Regions from separate parts of the Columba livia genome. Here region 1 is linked to region 2. The links are chromatin contacts, called in public Hi-C maps. All regions are on one chromosome and are shown on one strand. The core of a region is the stretch at or near the end of the contact, and the rest is flanking DNA. Distances in the headings are between cores, read along the strand shown. Region 1 holds the start of CAMK1D (calcium/calmodulin dependent protein kinase ID). Region 2 has its middle 13 kb from the start of OPTN.

The links. Hi-C and Micro-C count contacts between places; a contact is called where the count stands out from the background.
Region 1: a Hi-C map of crop shows a contact between it and region 2, with 5 times the contacts expected there. The contact joins the promoter of CAMK1D here to the enhancer-like site in region 2. A contact is called at or near these places in 2 of 2 Hi-C or Micro-C datasets (crop and liver).

What each region holds. Positions count from the first base shown.
Region 1 is chr1:204,867,898-204,870,794 of bColLiv1.pat.W.v2, forward strand. It overlaps CAMK1D (calcium/calmodulin dependent protein kinase ID), which reads right to left and starts at 1,407. Exons shown (of 11, transcript XM_065049282.1): 1 at 670-1,407. The coding sequence starts at 761.
Region 2 is chr1:204,554,118-204,557,021 of bColLiv1.pat.W.v2, forward strand. No RefSeq gene overlaps it. Among named protein-coding and RNA genes, the nearest start is that of OPTN, 13 kb to the left of the region's middle. Within about 2 kb of position 1,309, at least 1 of the 3 cell types and tissues checked has an H3K27ac peak away from gene starts, as active enhancers do.

The DNA of each region.
Region 1 (2,897 bases), core at 157-2,656, 310 kb after region 2:
ATGCTGACCTCTTTCAGCACTCCCGACTCTCCAACCCTACAATATCCAATAAGTGAAAATTTGTTTTAGCAAAAATAAAACTCTTTGCTCAGCCAAAAAAGCATCATCCCCCACCCCGCTCCCTTGCACCATCTGCGCATGTTTATTCTCAGCCTTCTGAAGAAAAATAAAACCCCAAAACTCGAACGTTTTACTAATCTTTATGCCCCGCCACTATAAATAACAGAAATAAACCGCAACAACAGTTAAGCAGCGTAGCTCAAACACATCCAATCCACTCCAATTATTTCTGCTCGTCTGTCCACGAACAGACACAGCCGTCGGCTTTAGGGGAAAGCGTGCGAGTCAGACTGCGTTTATTTACAGTTGCACTATGAAGAAAAACCGTTTCCCCACCTCCTCACTGTGTGAATTTTATAAAGCACAGGGTTTGGGGGGAATATATGTATTGGGGTGGGGGGAGGTGTCAGCCCAGCGCCTTCCCCACAGTTCTATTTTCCTCCGTGTTTCCAGATCCCCCCGACTTCTTGCCGGGATGGACGAGCAGATCGCGGAGCGGCACGCATGGCTGCACACGCGAAAATACACGCACCCCCACGCACGCACCCGCGCATCCCCTCGCAGAAGGGACAGTCCCCCCCTCTCCCTCCACCGCTCCCCGCCACCTACGTCCCCAGCGTCTCCTTGAACTCGAAGATCTTCTTGATGTCCTCCGCTTGCTTCTTCCAAGAGCCGCCGCCGTCCCCGTTCTCCCGGGCCATGGCCGCGCAGCCCCAAGGATGCCGGGCGGCACCGACCCGGCGTCCGGCTTTTGCTTTCTCTTCTGCCGCGGCAGCTGCTGCTGCTGCCGCTGCCGCTGCTGCTGCTGCTGCTGCTGCTGCTTCTTCCTCCTCCTCCTCCTCCTTCTTCTTCTCCCCTTCCTCCTCCTCACACTTCCTGCCCGCCGCCGCTTTTATTTCCTCCGCGCTCCTCGCGTGTCACTTTTCCTGGGCTATTTCCTCCCAACTTTCTCTACCCCTCCACACACACCCCCCCCCTCCTTTTCTCTCCTCTCCCTCCTCCGCGGAGTCACTCGCGGGGCTGTCCGGTCCCTCCTTCCTTCCGCGCCTGGCTTGGGGTCACTTTGGTCCCTAATAAACCCACCCTGCGAAAAAAGTCCCTTTTTGTTGTTTGTTTTGTTTCGGTTTGTTTTTTTGTAGGGAGGTCACAGTTTCCCTTCCCACCCCACCCGTGCGGGGCCCCGTGGGATGCTCAGCCTCCCGGGCGCGGTGCGGAGCGGCCCCGCCGGCACCGGGTGCAGCGGCTGTGCGCGGTTGTTATGGCAATGGGAGGAGGAGGAAGAGGAGGAGGAAGAGGCAGGAGGAGGAGGAGGCAGCCCTGCCGCTGCTCTGCTGCCTGGCGCTGCCCCTCCTGACTGAATGACTGGAGATAATTCGCATTGCACCAAAACCGCGCACGTCAAACGGGAGGGGAGGGAAAGCCAAGAAGAAAAAAAAAAAAAAGGAAAGCAGAAAATTAAAAAGACACACTACAAGCGGCTGTGCTGCCTGGTCGGGCGGGATGCGGTGCCCTCCTGCCCCACGCACACTCCTGCGATGCAAAAATTCACCCTACGCAAGGGCCACCACTACCCAGCGCTTCCCCCGGCAAAGCGAGGGGCACACACCCACCAGGGTCACCCCCACCCCAGGGTCACCCCCACACCAGGGGCACCCCCAAGCCCAGACGCAGGGCGATGGGCGCCTCGCAGCCCCGTGGCCGCCCCAACATCGGCACCGCACACACACACGCTTGGCCCCGCTGAAATTATTGCTAAAAGCAGGTTTGGGTTTTTTTTCCTCGGCGACACTGAGACCTCTAGTGCCGTCGCATCAAGCACCGGCTAAGCTCTGATGCACAGATTCACCAGAGAAAATTACAGGCTAGACTAACCCAGATGCATTTACAGTTAATATCTCTGGGCTTCCGTTTCAGAACATTTAAGACGCTAAGAAAGTGCAATTCCTTTGGGGCACCCAAGTTAGGTGCCTCGCTGCCAGGAGGTACAGGCACTCCCGTGCCTCAGAGGCAGCTCCAAACCTGACCGTCAAATCAGATGCCTGAAAACAAATCCTAATACAAACAGCTAAATAACATTTACTTAAAAATAGATGTGATTGTATGCACATAACTGTTTAACATGCATTGTGTCCTTTAACAGACTCCTCAAAATTCTACTTTCAAAGCTGATTTTCGAGGTTTCTCCTAATTAATGAGCAGAATGTACAAGGTACCAGCCTGTGAGGTTTTCCCTGGGTCTGGGCTGAGCTGGGACTCTCAGCTCAAAGAGGATGTGGGGGAGGTGGGAGTTCAAAGGTGCGGGAAGGTGTAAACTTGGAGAACAGGCTGGGGGGTTTGGGCAATGCTACCCTCTGCTGGACAGAGCCACCTGGCTTTGTGTGTGCCAGCTCCTGCGATTTATTACTGCATCCCTTTAATTTGGTGCTTTGGTGGCTGTCGAGCCACACAGGCATCCCAAACAGCTTGGGATTTTCTACAACGGGTGCTTATGTGCTGTCACGGTGTGCACTTTGAACAGCTTTCTTCTGCTGCTGACTTATTTCCATCCTCTCGCTCTCCTCAGCATTTCTTTCATTCCATGATCCTTATGACCTGCTCCACGATAGTGTCACCAGGAGTCCCCAAGCAGACTCTCCGTGCCACTGCATACCTGGGAAATTAAAAGATGTGACTGACCTAAAAAGGTGCAGCTGACACTCAAGCACAACTTTCCCTTCAACCCATGCTACCGTGATCTTTTTCACATGTAAATCGCTTGGTATCAGAAATGCCATGCTGTGATTTGGGTGTGCTGAATGGGGTTACTGAACATAACCCCTGCCTTCAGGAGAAGACTG
Region 2 (2,904 bases), core at 59-2,558:
GGGGCTTCTCTGAGGGGTAGTCTTGTTTTAATGGGGCAGACTGTCTATTGATGGACCTGTCAGTAAAGGCATAAATCATATCTGAGACACCAGGATAGAGCTGGTGAAGAAATCTGATCAGAATTAATGCCAAGATGTCAGCAATCCAGGAGATACATGATAGCATCACTGCGGAGCCAACAGACACAAAATACAATGTAAAGATTTCCTTTCTTCTGTGGGATCTCAAGGGATCCTTCTGCAGAGCATCCAGGAAGTGTTCTGAATCCTAAGTAGTGTGAGGAGGCAGATAGCCTGATTTAAAGGTGTTTAAATATTGCTGAGGGATGGGAGCACCCACCAGGACAGTGCTCTGGGATGATGCTGAACACCCACCACATCAGGGCTTTTGGTTGCTGTGCTGAGGACAAGCCATGTGATAGACCAAAGCAATTATTCCACAGAGAATCACATGCTGTTTCTATAAGGAATAAGAATTACATTCCATTTCTATGAGGGATAAGAGTCAAGAAAACCCGTACTGGTATCTGTGGGCATCCTGCTACTGTCTATCAACACTTTTAAGGGACAACAGAGGCTGCAGTTGTGGACCCAACTTGCAGTTTGGATGAAGCCTGTAAGGGTGAGACTGTGAGAAGCTCAGCTAATGCTGCCTTTAGCAGGGTGGCATTGCCAGCCTTTCTCCCAAACAGCAGAGCAAGATTAAAGCCTTTCATTCTGATGCCTTGCAATGTGGGTTTATTATCTTTTTTTTATTGTTTCTTTTCAATTGCCTGCAGCATGAGGAGATCATGATGTTCAGAGCCAACGAAAATGAAGCTTTGCTAGACAGGGCCCATCTGTTTCTCCTCTCTCAGCCCCAACTTTCCCCATTGGCTTTCTGTGTGGATGAACCCAGGAAAATCCTTGCAGAGCCAGGGGAAAGCCAGGAGGCAATTAATTTATCTTGAAACAGCACAGCCTTGAACAGCCACCAGTGACCTGGAGTTCCTACAGAGTTTAGGTAATTGTGCTGCCGACTTGCTGTCGGGACTGGGGTTTTATGATTATTTTTTTGCAATGAGCAGCAGTTTGTCAATCGTTGCCTTTAAATACGTCAGTAAAGGAGCAATTGCGTGGCTGTCTGCTGCAGCAAGCACTGATGGCCTCATGGGCTCTGCCCACTGCCCTTCAATGTGGCTCTGTCAGAGGCCACTGCGTTGGAAAAGAAGCTCCAACCATGAACATGAGGGCAGGAGAAAAGAACAGAAGAGTAGAGGCTTGTTTATCCCTGGTAATCCACTCGGATGTGTGCAGACTAAAGGTGTACAGCTGGAGGGGAAAATAAGGCCATATAACATGATTCAGCTGATCCAAACAAAGGTAAGGGGTGAGGAATTCCTACCTGAGCAGAAGGAGGCTTCTCAGGGAATTTCCCCTGGCTGCTTTTCAAAGCTCTCACTGCTGCACCGTGACCTGTGAGGCATTTGTTTGGTTTGGCCTCTATTTTCTCTCTCTTCCTTTTTCTTGTTTTCTTTTCCCCCCTTTTTCCCTTTCAGTTCTTGTCTGTTTTGTTTCTGAAAGAATGACATCCTGGCCCCTAACATTTCTGGAGGCAACACACACATTCCTTGCAGCTCCGTGTTACCAAGAAGACAGAAAATATTCCTCATAATTACACATGATTTGATCAGTCCAGCATTTCCACCTCTTCCCAGAAGTTTTATTATCGTAATTGATTTCTCTGGCACCTACTCGCAGCTCTAGGCATTTTCCCAAACCTTTAAACACACAGTTAGCAATTCTGAACATTTCACTGCTGTATTTCTTTTCCTTGATTTGCTAGTTATAAATTCTTTGTTAGCAGTCTCTCCTACAACGTGAGCTTTATTAGTGTAATCCCCACTGCTGTAGCATCGTGATACTCCAGGATCTCTGCCTCACCGCACCACTGTGATCGATGAAAATGGTGTTATCCTTACTTTACAAATGGGACTAACACTCATATTTTTAAGTATTTGGCTTTCGGTGACTCACCAGGAAGCCAGTGACAGAAAAGGGAATTAGACTCCAGTGTCCCAAGTCCAAGTCTCTATCTGCTGGGCCAGCTTAGTTTTACTGTCTTTCAGTGTATTTCTATTGCCTTTCAGAAAACCTTCTGCAATTTCTAATTCATACAGGACTCATCACTTTTTCAAATGCTTTTAAGGACAGATAAACCAAGTGATTTGAAGAACCAAGGGCTCCTCTGGGGAAGTTCTCTTCCAGCACTTCTGGATATTGGGTAGAAAAAGATCTTCTGCTGAAGAGAGACCTGAACTCTCATCTGAACTGTGGAGTGTTAATCATATCATATGTTCATCACATCTACATGATAGCACTTGTCCATAGTAACTTTTTTGGATGTCAAAGGGAGAATGTAAGAGAGGTGATCTCAAATAATGTTGGGTTTCAACACCCAACCCAAATCACATTCAAAACACCAGTTTCACCCTCCCATTCATTTCAGTGAGGGCAGTTGGATTATTGAAAGGAGAAGCTCCAAGCACAATCCAGCACAATCTTGGTATGGTTCAGTATGATCCACCCCTCAAGGGGCAGAGTTGTGCATTACCTTGAACTTCTGCATGTCCCCAGGCACAGCCATGTGCTGCAGTGGTGACATTCATGCTACCTCTGTCGTTAAGAATTAATTGCATAGGCTGCAAAACTCTCACAAATTCTGACTCTTCACCTACTTAAATCCAACCCCATGTCACCCTCCTGCCACAACTCACAAGACCCACAGGTATGCTCACTCTGGAGGAGAGCCACCCATGGCTTGTTTGCTGGAATGGGAGCAACAGCCCCAGAAGCAAAGCTGCTGAAAGGAATGCCAAAATCTTGCTCTTTCTCAGGCAGAAGCTGAGCCAAAAGTCAGGTTCC